Linked DNA regions of Mus musculus: region 1 is linked to region 2. Evidence: chromatin contacts called from public Hi-C data. All regions are on one chromosome and are shown on one strand. The core of a region is the stretch at or near the end of the contact, and the rest is flanking DNA. Distances in the headings are between cores, read along the strand shown.

The links. Hi-C and Micro-C count contacts between places; a contact is called where the count stands out from the background.
Region 1: a contact with region 2 is called in a Hi-C map of DN3 thymocytes, with 2.0 times the contacts expected there. The contact joins two enhancer-like sites. A contact is called at or near these places in 13 of 484 Hi-C or Micro-C datasets (the C2C12 cell line, DN3 thymocytes, Th1 cells and 8 more) and 3 of 115 datasets of contacts at active chromatin or transcription factors (CD8 T cells, T-cell acute lymphoblastic leukemia and forebrain).

What each region holds. Positions count from the first base shown.
Region 1 is chr14:69,133,612-69,138,866 of GRCm38.p6, reverse strand. No RefSeq gene overlaps it. Among named protein-coding and RNA genes, the nearest start is that of Nkx2-6, 36 kb to the left of the region's middle. Within about 2 kb of position 2,801, at least 43 of the 459 cell types and tissues checked have an H3K27ac peak or open chromatin away from gene starts, as enhancers often do. A contact at or near this core is called in DN3 thymocytes, where this site is marked.
Region 2 is chr14:69,050,690-69,055,981 of GRCm38.p6, reverse strand. No RefSeq gene overlaps it. Among named protein-coding and RNA genes, the nearest start is that of Gm41192, 23 kb to the right of the region's middle. Within about 2 kb of position 2,876, at least 21 of the 459 cell types and tissues checked have an H3K27ac peak or open chromatin away from gene starts, as enhancers often do. A contact at or near this core is called in DN3 thymocytes, where this site is marked.

The sequences.
Region 1 (5,255 bases), core at 1,552-4,051, 83 kb before region 2:
TTTCTTGGTGTCTTGAGATATCATGTGAGAACAGCTGGGGCTAGAGGCTTAGTGATAGACAGTTTCTGCAGACTGTGTGAAACCCCGGGTTGCATCTCTAGCTCTGTGAAATATAAGACACTTGGTGCCATCTTCCTTGAGGCTCTTAGCTCTAAGCACAGAGAAAGCCAAGGTCTGTGGAAGGCAAGGAGGGAAGGAACTAGACACAGACATCTAACTTTGAATTAGTTGTAGCCATCCTGGCTGGGGTGCCTGGCTATGAATTCGGTCATCTGGGGGCTTCCAGTGTTAGGGACACCAAGGGTTAATGGTGTGATGGAAATAACTCAGCGTTTCAAGTCTGGAATGCACTGGGTAACTGTGGACAAATGGGAGATTGCCAGTTTTGTCGATGTCTTGGGAGATTTGTTACACAGCAATAGATAGCTGATGTGGCATTGTGAGCCACCATTGTATCTGCATGTTCAACAGCTGGCCATTGCTTGGCTCACCATGTTCTAGGCTGGATTTGTACAGTCACAGCCCTCCTGTACCCAGGTCCCTATTCCTCCAGCCTGGAAATAGTGACTCCCCCTCCCTGATCTAGAAAAATACAACTAACCTTGACTTTCCCCCTTCTTGACATTCTTGAGTGCCTCCTGTTACACTTTGCCTTTTGTAGATGGCTGCTTAGTGCAAGTAATTAAAAACTTCTCAAAGGTAAGAGTTATATGCAGTACTAAGTGGGACTAAATAGTCATTAAACTGCAGGGCCTGGAGAGGTGGCTCAGTGGTTAAGAGCACTGATGCCTTTTTCTGGTGTGTCTGAAGAGAGAAACAGTGTATTATTATACATTCATTCAATCAATCAATCAATCAATCAATCAATCAATCAATATTTAAAAAAAAGAACGAGTACCCAGTGTTTCAGGTTCTGATCTAATTATGGGAAACACTGGAGAGAGATATTTTCTTTCTCTTTTGAGGCTCTGGGCCTTGTACATTCTCAAAAAGAGCCCTATCCCTGAGCTCCATCCTAGCTGGTCAGATTCCATTGAGATGGGTGGTTTGCAGCACCTGTGTACGCCCTGTTCCTGCAGGTCAGAGACATCAGGGAGAGCTGGAGGGAGACCTGCCCCTGCCAGAGACTTATGCTGAGGTCCAGGATGCTACCATTTCTCTGAACCTCAGTTTCTATGGTGATATTAGTCTCAGGAGTTAATGTTAGGACAGTATTTGGTAACAGCCAAGAAACACCTCTCTTTAGACCAACAAGTATTCTGTTCTTTCTTGCAATTGACTATGGAGTCTGCCTCACTGCAGTGACCCACCTTGAACATGGCATCCACCCCAGCTTCCACCCCAAACATGTTCTGGGTAGATAGTTCTGCCTGGGTAAGAAATGTTTCGACCACCAGGCCAAGGGTTGGGTGTTTCAGAGGTGAGGACAGCATGATGGTATAGGGAGCACCATATGATTCAGGTGGACCACGCGATGCCCAGGGCCACAGCATTCCCACACTCACTTGGTTCCATTAGTTCTTTCCAAAGACAAAACTCTGGTTATATGTCTTTCTTCCCCATCCCCTCCTCGGTGACTTTCTGAACACTCACTCATAGGCATTGTTTCAAGTGTGAGTGTTAGATTTGCTGGGAAGAAGCCCCAGGATAGCAAGAAGCCGCTGACTGGGTTCAGGGCATCATGCCTGTCTTGTTCTGAGTGGCACAAAAAGCAAGTGGCTGTCATCAGTGACTGGCTTAGCAGGGTGGCGCTTCGGTTTTATTCTCTTCTAGAGAAGATCTGAGACAGCAAAGATAAATGGAGGCAAAGCCCAGGTCAGGCTCTGCAGACTGTGCTGGTGTCTGTGACACTCTGTCCTTGGTCTGTACATTGTCATAGACACTACAGCTGAGCTGTGCGTGTCACCCTGGACTCCCGAGGAGAGAGCAGACCATGAGCGAGCTGCTGTGTGTGGGATGCTGAGTTAGATTCACACAATTTCTTCCCCATATGTTCTCTGCTGGGACTCGCACACCTGCTGGATCCTAGGGGTGGAGGACAAGGCTGTACAAACAGAGAGGATTCGATGCAGAGTTGAAGTCTTGTGGATGAAGAAAGTCCTTGTTGCGGTGGAAGACTGAAGGGTTGGGTTGTCCCAGTGCCTGGTAGAACAGGCCCACATGGTAGTCTGGTCACCGCTTTGTGGTAAGATTGAGAAGGGCCTTTTGGCCCCTGGTTGTTCATCTAACCGCATAGGTACGGTACACCTTGCTCTGGAGTGGATCCTCTGCTGTCCTCGAGCTTGGCGACGTTCTGGATGCTTAGATGCATACCTTTGAGTCTCTACACCGTTGCTCTGTGTAAGGCTGCTGGCTGCTAGGGGTACCACCTAGTGGTGATACCCCTTGCTAGTGATGCCAAAGAGACAGTGGGGGGCTGCACCTGTGCTCCAGGAGCAGGAAGGCAGTTCGAGGGGGTTTAGGAGCCAGGTTCCTTGTGCTGATGGCTCAGATTGCCATCACTGGTGTGCTAGGCTCTGAGGGAGTGAGCATCTGGGGACCCTCACCCCAAACCCTGCTTGTATTTTTAGCCAGAATCTGAGAGGGTTAGAGAGGAAATGGGTCATGTATCATAGGCAAAATCCCTCCTTCAAGGCAGGAATGGGGGCTGGTGAGATGGAGATGCGAGCAATGACACGCAGAAGACCCCCTCCTCCGCCCCTCTCTCTGATTGCTGCCTTTCCCCCCTCTTCTACTTCCATGCCTCACAAAAGGGAAGTGATGTCATCGCATATGTGCACGCCTGCCCTTCGTGTGTCGCCTCTGGGTCACCATTTCCTGTTTCTGAGTCATCAGGAAGGTAATTTCCCCCTGATGTTCACTATCCCCCCAGGATACTGTCATCACTCACAACCCCTTCCCCCACCCCACTGGCCTCTCCTCTCCTTTCCATAAGAACAACAAGAGACCCTGTCTTCAAAATAAAATCACTAAACTAAACAGTGCACAGCTGTCGGTGAGCTGCTGCGAGCTCACTGACTGTGCAGTGGATCTCAGCCCTCAGAGTTCTCTGGTGATGCCTGAGGGCCTTGACCAGTTCGGATATTTGAATCCGAGCGAGGATGGGTCTCAAGTGCCTCTGTCCTAGACCCCACCTGGGAAATGACATGGGAGAACTCTGGCTGTTCTCCGAGATACCCCAGGAGGCATGGGGTAGCACTGGAAGGGGTGTGTCCCATCAGCTGAAGCAGAACCCCAGGGGCTGGCTCTGTGGGCATCCTTCCCTGATCTTTCTTCTCCCTCCTCTGCTTCTGTCCTTCCTCTTTCCCCTCTTCCTTCCCTCCCTTCCTCCTTTCTTCCACCCTTCTCCCTTCCTTCTTTCCTTCCTCTTTTCCTCCCCCTTCCTTCTTTTATAAGGGAGAGCTTATAACCCTCCCTTCTTTTTCCCTCCCTCCCTTTCTTCCTCCATTTTCCTTCCTCTTTCCCTTCTCCCTTTCTCCCACCTTCTTTCCTTCCTCTTTCCCTCCCCTCTTTCCCTTCCTCCCTTTATCTCTCCTCCCTCCTTCCCTCCTACCCTTCCCTCCCCCTTTTCTCCCTTCTTTGCTCCCTTCCTTCCTTCCTTCCTTCCTTCCTTCCTTCCTTCCTTCCCTCCCTCCTTCCTTCCTTCCTTCTGTTCACCTTCAATCATGTCCTTTACTTTCTTCCACTTTTCTCTGGTTTCCTCAGGAAGGGTTTGACTAGTGGGATATGTGCTCAGAGTTTAACAGTTCACTTAATAAACACTTATAAAGTATCTAATATAAGCCAGGTGTGTAGCTAAACCAGATGTGTAGCTAGGTTCCAGGGTTAAGAGGTGCTTAACTATCCCCCTAGGAGTCCCTCCCATTTGGTAGGGGACCCAGAGACTGATAATTGATATTGGATGGGGGAAAAATCCCCTAATGACGACAACTCAGAGAGATGTGGGACACAGAGAGTAGACCTCATAGTATAACTGGGACCTTGTAGATGATCCTAGAGCATCCAAGCAGAGGTGCACCAGAGCATTGCTAGAATAGTTTCTAAGCAATTTGGTGACTGCTGGATAAAGCTGGATTAGGAAATGAGAATAAGCAAGGTACTGGCCACAGGCTGATCTCCAGTGATATTGACAGAGCCCTAAGAGTCCTTATTAGGGGTGGGGGTTCAGAGAGCGCTTTTTGCGGGGGGGGGAGAGGAGTTTAAATTGTTTCCCCTTTTTTACTTTTATGCATCATTTAAAAATTTGTATTCATATTTTGGTATATGGTAGAATATTTATGCATTATTTTTTTCTTGGATCAGGAGAGGCATGTGGTAGCCCCTGGGCCTCCCTTTTCTTGGTGGAAGAAGGAGTGAAGGCTGGTTTGCTGACGGGGATTGAGATAGGCATAGAGTAGCAGGGACATCTGGCACATGAGCTAGGATCAAGAGCAATGGACATACAGGCCTCCCAAACCCTGTTGTCCAAGGAGTCCCCACCACCACCACCACCACAAGAGCAACGGACAGTACAGACCTCCCAAACCCTGCGGCCCAAGGAGTCCCCCCTCAAGTGTCATAGAAAATTCCAACAGAAAAAAAAACCAAGAGAGCTTATTAATTTAAAAATTTTAGTCTTATGTGTATGAGCCTTACATATTTTGTTTGTTTCCTATATGTCTGTGCATCACATGTGTGCAGTTCCTGCAGAGGCCAGAAGAGGGCGCTGGAGTTAGAAACGGTTGTTAGGTTATCATGCGGGCTTGAAGACATGAATATAGGTCCTCTATAAGAGCAGCTAATGATCCTAAATGCAGAGTCATCTCTCTAGCCCTTTATTTATTTTCTGAGATGGCTATTTTGCCTTGTTTGGCCCCATGTTTCTGAGCTCAAGCGATCCTCCTGCTTCAGCCTCTCAGTAGCTAGTACTGTGGGTGAGCACCACATTTGGCAGCTCAGAGAAGCTCGTCATGGGCTCAGGTCTGTCCAGGAATACCACCTTCTATCCTTGTGTCTAGCACCCCAGTCTAGCCTGCATATGTGACATGTGACTTTGTTACAGCCGTGGCCACTCATGGACAGAGGCCTGGATTTGGAGAATATAGTTGTCCAGTCTTGATACAGCACTGTTGAGTTGTGTGCTATAGGCAGGCTGGTGGTGACTTCATCCACTAAGGAGATATGATCCCAGGGACTGAGGTGAATGAGCATGGGCGAGAGTGACTCAGGGATCCTGGTCTCCATGAAGGGTCCCTTGTGTTCACTGCAGGGGTGTG
Region 2 (5,292 bases), core at 1,627-4,126:
TGTGTAGCCCTGGCTGTCCTGGAACTCACTTTGTAGGCCAGGCTGGCCTCGAACTCAGAAATCCACCTGCCTCTGCCTCCCAAGTACTGGGATTAAAGGCTTGTGCCACCACGCCCAGCAGATTCATTTATTTTTGTATCATTCGTATAAATATTTTGCACACATGCATAATTGGTGCCCTCAAAGGTCAGAACAGCAATTCCCAACCTGTGGTGTGTGATGGATCCCTTTTGAGAGTTGAATGAGCCTTTCACAGGGTTGCCTAAGACCATCAGAAAATGCAGATGCTTACATTATCATTTACAATAGTAGCAAACTTACGGTTATGAAGTAGCAACAAAAATAATTTTATGGTTGGTAGTCATCACAACATGAGAAACTATATTACAGTGTCATAGCATTAGGAAGGTTGAGAACCACTGGATCAGAAAAAGGCATTGGCTTTTTTGGAACTGGAGTTACAGATGGTTGTAAGCCACCATATAGATCCTGAGAATTGAACTTGGGTCCTCTGCATGAGCAGCAAGTGTTTTAACCCATTGAGCCATCTCTCCAGCTCCAGTGATGGTGTTTTATCACAGCAATAGAAAAATAACTAAGAAAAGGTCCAGTTTTCTTTGGGCAACTTAACTATTCCTATTCCTGTCTCCATTTCTGGTACCCTGACCAGAAGCCATCTCTGACCTGAATGATAGGTCTTGGTGCCAACCTTTGTTTCCTTGTCGGAAGATAAAACAGAAGTGTGTGCTTCCTAGGACGCTTCCTCTTGGAGGTCGGAGCAGAACTGAGTAATGATGAAAGTGGAGAGAGATGGGGCAGGGACCATAGAGCCAGAAACAAGGCCTATGACATAGTGTCATAGGAAAAATGATTTCAAAGTTGAGCAGAAATGAACTCAAAGCATGAATGGGCTCTGACGTTTACAAGATGTAAGCTTAACTTCTCTGAACCCTGATTTTCTGATTTGGAAAACAAGCATGACACAATTTACTTCTCAGTGCTCTTGGGGCTCTTTGCACAGCTGAAAGCATCTAACACAGGGGCCCTGACAGCTGTTTAGTCAATAGACTGATTTTACAACAGTTCTTGCTGTTGGCAATGCTGGCTTATATAGGTAGACAGGAGACAGAGAGAGGAAAAGGCCCTCATTTCTGTTCTACTCTCTTGATTGGCCAATTTCTCAAAGCAACATGTTTCATTCTACAGATGTGCAAGTCCCCTAGGGCAGGGGCTGAGCATCTGGATTTCAGAGCTTGCACACTGAGCTGTGAGTTATCTTCACACATGTTCAAGAGTGGTGTGGGGATGTCAAGTGGGCCCTCCCCCATGATGATGGATTCAGTACTCCATGGCTTTGTGTATGAAAGGGAGACATAGCTACAAACAACTCTGTTGAGCAACAACTGGGTTCACCATGACTCCTAATGTTGCAAGAAGCCCTGGGTCCTCTTCGCCCATTCATTCCAGTTAATCAAATGCACATCTGCATATTTCTTAGCTCAAAACCCGTGGAATCTTCTCTTATCTCAAGGTGCTTCTTTGAAAGTGCCTGCCACCTATACCATGTTCTCCTCACCACTGACCATGGCTCATTCTACATTTAGGGGTCAGCTGCTTTGTCTCTGGCTCTGACCTGTATAGTGGGGAATTTCCATCTGGAGGCTAGAACCTCTGCTAACAAGATGACATCATCGGACCTGGTCTACCTTCTAGCCTCAGACTCAGGTATTTGAACTCTTGACATTTGATCTAGAAGACTTTTTCTTTTCCCTTTAGTGACTGAAAACTCTACTGGCCTTGGATCAGCGTGTGGATCTAGTTCTGAATGGCTGGGACTTTGAATTTTTTACTAGTATGGACCATTCAGAGGCCAACTTCTATTTGTCCACCTATGTTCACGCTGTCTTCTGGAAATACCTTGCCTAAAATCGGTCCCAGACTCCACAGTCATCAAAACCAACAGGGATTCTGGTTGCGAAACATGGTTAGGAAAGATGCTGGAGTGATGGGTAGGAACTGCCAGAGACCATTCCTGAACCATACATACTGTTCAGCCCTGGCCAACACTGAGGGCTCTGGATCTCTGACTTTTATGTAAAATGAAGTATCTTCATGATGGAGAAAAGACATTTAACCAATGCTTCTTAGGAGACTGAAACAATGGAATTTCATAGGTTAGCTAAACACTCTGCCCTGGTCCATTTCACACATACATTTCACACGATTACCCTGCTTCAGAGGGAACCTTGAGGTGAACCTGAGGGCGAACTTTACCCATATTACTTTAAAAATTCGAATTCATTCAAGCTCGTCTTCATAACCGGTGGCTACACTAACAAAGTCTAGTGTGTACTCCCATTTGGCTCTATTGTCACCCCTCCCCCACCCTGCAATCCTTCCCGTTAATCTCCCTGTGCTCCGGGGTTGAGAACCACTAAATGCTAGCAGTGTCTTTCTGATAAGTTCTTCCTGGGCGATCTTTCTCTGAGCTATGTTTTTAGAGGGAGAGATGAAAGGAGCCTGAGAAATTAAAATCAAGATAAGCAGTCTCTCCCCTGGAATGTTACTAAGAGGATGTGGTCATTTAGAAGTGTTTTCTCCTCTTCTCTTCAGCTTGACATCTGAAGTCATAGGAGATGCTATCACACCTCGCTTTATTAGCATGGCTGGAGTCACCTGTTTCAGAAACCCTGGGAGCAGCAACCCGAAATGAAAAGAAAGTGATACAGAAGGGAGATTAAAGAGAAACTTGCTCCTGGCAGCAGGAGGTGCCGGCTCCCTGCCAGGCCCCTGCAGCTACTCTGTTAAGTGGCCCCATGAATTTATTTTACTGGGAGATCACTTCCACTATCTGAGTGTACCCAGGCTGTTGTTCAGACAAGCTTCAGAAAACCCAGTTAATGTTACATAATGCATTGCTCTTCCAGAAGAAGTGGGAAGGGGTAGGACGCTGATGGGAGGGTGTACCCCCAACCCCAACCCCCGAGGGTGAAAAGAATTGGCCTTTGGTGTCCACCAGGGTTTGCAGAAAAGGGTCAGGGAGTTCAAGAGAGGTTGGAGAGGAGGATTGTGCACATTAGCTCTTCTGCTCAAAAGCCCCAGGCCATGGGTGGGCGTGTGCTGGCAGAGCAGGCTCCAGCAGGAAAGGCAAGGTGCAGAGTCGCTGGGAGGAGCCTTGGAGCAGGGCTCTGAGCTCAGGGCTAACTCTTAGTGTTAGGGATAGAACATTCCTGAATGGTGGAGGGGACAGGGAAATGTGTGAGAAGTCCCTGGATATGATGACTTCACAGCCCAGCATTTAGGACACAGGACAGGGTTTCCAGTTCCTTCTTCATCCCTCTTCACACTGGTTTCGGGTACCCTCTGAAACCAGATGTCCTGGATTTAGTACCGATAGCTCCTGTTTGTGTTCCCGATGGCCTGTCATTACCCCCCCCCCCCCCCCTCTTGGTTTCTGTGAACTTTCTCCTGTAGGCCTGCTATTCCCCTTTAGGGTCTGACCTAGCCAGTAACTGCAATTCATTGGTGCATGATGGTAGCTCATTAGTTAGCAGATTGGGGTGGGGTGGGGTGGGGAGCACAGGCATGCCTTTCATCATCAACTGGCCAGTTATTGTTTCTCTAGGCTTTTGGGAACAGGCAGAAATTGCTAGGCAGAAGATGGTCACTTTGGTCATTGGGTTGGGCCTGGGGGAGGGAGGGAGGGAGGGAGGGAGGGAGGGAGGGAGGGAGAGAGAGAGAGAGAGAGAGAGAGAGAGAGAGAGAGAGAAGATCAGGGCCCCAAGAATGGGTTTGTCTTAGTCAGGGTTTCTATTCCTGCACAAACATCATGACCAAGAAGCAAGATGGGGAAGAAAGGGTTTATTCAGCTTACTCTTCCACATTGCTGTTCATCACCAAAGGAAGTCAGGACTGGTACTCAAACAGGTCAGGAACTGATGCAGAGGCTATGGAGGGATGTTCTTTACTGGCTTGCTCAGCCTGCTCTCTTATAGAACCAAGAATGCCAGCCCAGAGATGGCACCACCCACAAGGGGACCTTCCCCCTTGGACACTAATTGAAAAAAATGCCTTACAGCTAGATCTCATGGAGGCATTTCCCCAACTGAAGCTCCTTTCTTTATGATAACTCCAGCTGTGTCAAGTTGACACACAAAACTAGCCAGTACAATTGAACCCTTGTCAACTTGACACACAAACACATCACTAGTAAGCCTCAACCCTTAGTTTCTTATTTATCCCCAAGATCTAAATAACTTTAAAAGTCCCACAGTCTTTGCAAATTCTTCAAATTTCAACTCTCTTAAAATCCAAAGTCCTTACAAATAAAAGTCTCTTAACTGTGGTTTCTACTAAAATACTTCCTTCAAGAGGGAAAAGTATCAGGGCACAGTCACAATGAAAAGCAAAATCAAACTCCAACTGTCCAATGTCTGGGATTCAACTCACAATCTTCTGGGCTCCTCCAAGGGCTTGGGTCACTTCTCTAGACTTGCCCTTTGTAGCACACATGTTGTCTTCTAGGCTCCAGCTGCCTATACTCCACTGCTGCTATTGTTCTTGGTGGTCATCTCATGGTACTGGCATCTCCAAAACACTGCTGTCTTCCTCTGTAACTAGGCTTCACCAACAGCTTCTCATAGGCTCTCTTCATTGTGCCAAGCTTCAACTCCTTTGCATGACCCCTTCTGTCCTGGGCCATCAATTGCAACTGAGGCTGAACCTTCCCCAATGGCCTTCCATGGCCTATCACAGAGCCAAGCCTCAGATTCTCTGTATGACCTCTTCATGCCTTCAAAACCAGTACCACCTGGGTGACTCTTATACATTACCAAGTCCTGCTGCTGTACGAGGTACAACTTTGGCTATCTCTGGAACACAGCCTCTTTGTGCTCTCAGAAAGCACTTCCCAGAAGATATCACCTCAATAATGCTGGTCTCTTCTTAATCATTGCTAACTTCTTAGCTCCAGCTAACCAGCATCAATAGTCCCAGTAATGTAAAAGTTTCACTTTAGTAGTTCTTGTATCTTGTTAATCACAGCTGATTCTTCAGCCCCAGCTAACCAGAACCACAGAATCTTCCCAATCAAAATAGTAATGGCCCTGAAAAGTCTTTAGTTTTCCCTCTGAAATTTCACAAGCCAGACCTCCATCTTCTGCATTGTTCTTAACATTATCTTCCAAGCTCCTACACAACATCTGACAGAGTTCTTAACAGTGAATGGATCTTCAAGCCCAAAGTTCCAAAGTCCTTCCACAGTCCTCCCCAAAACATGGTCAGGTTGTCACA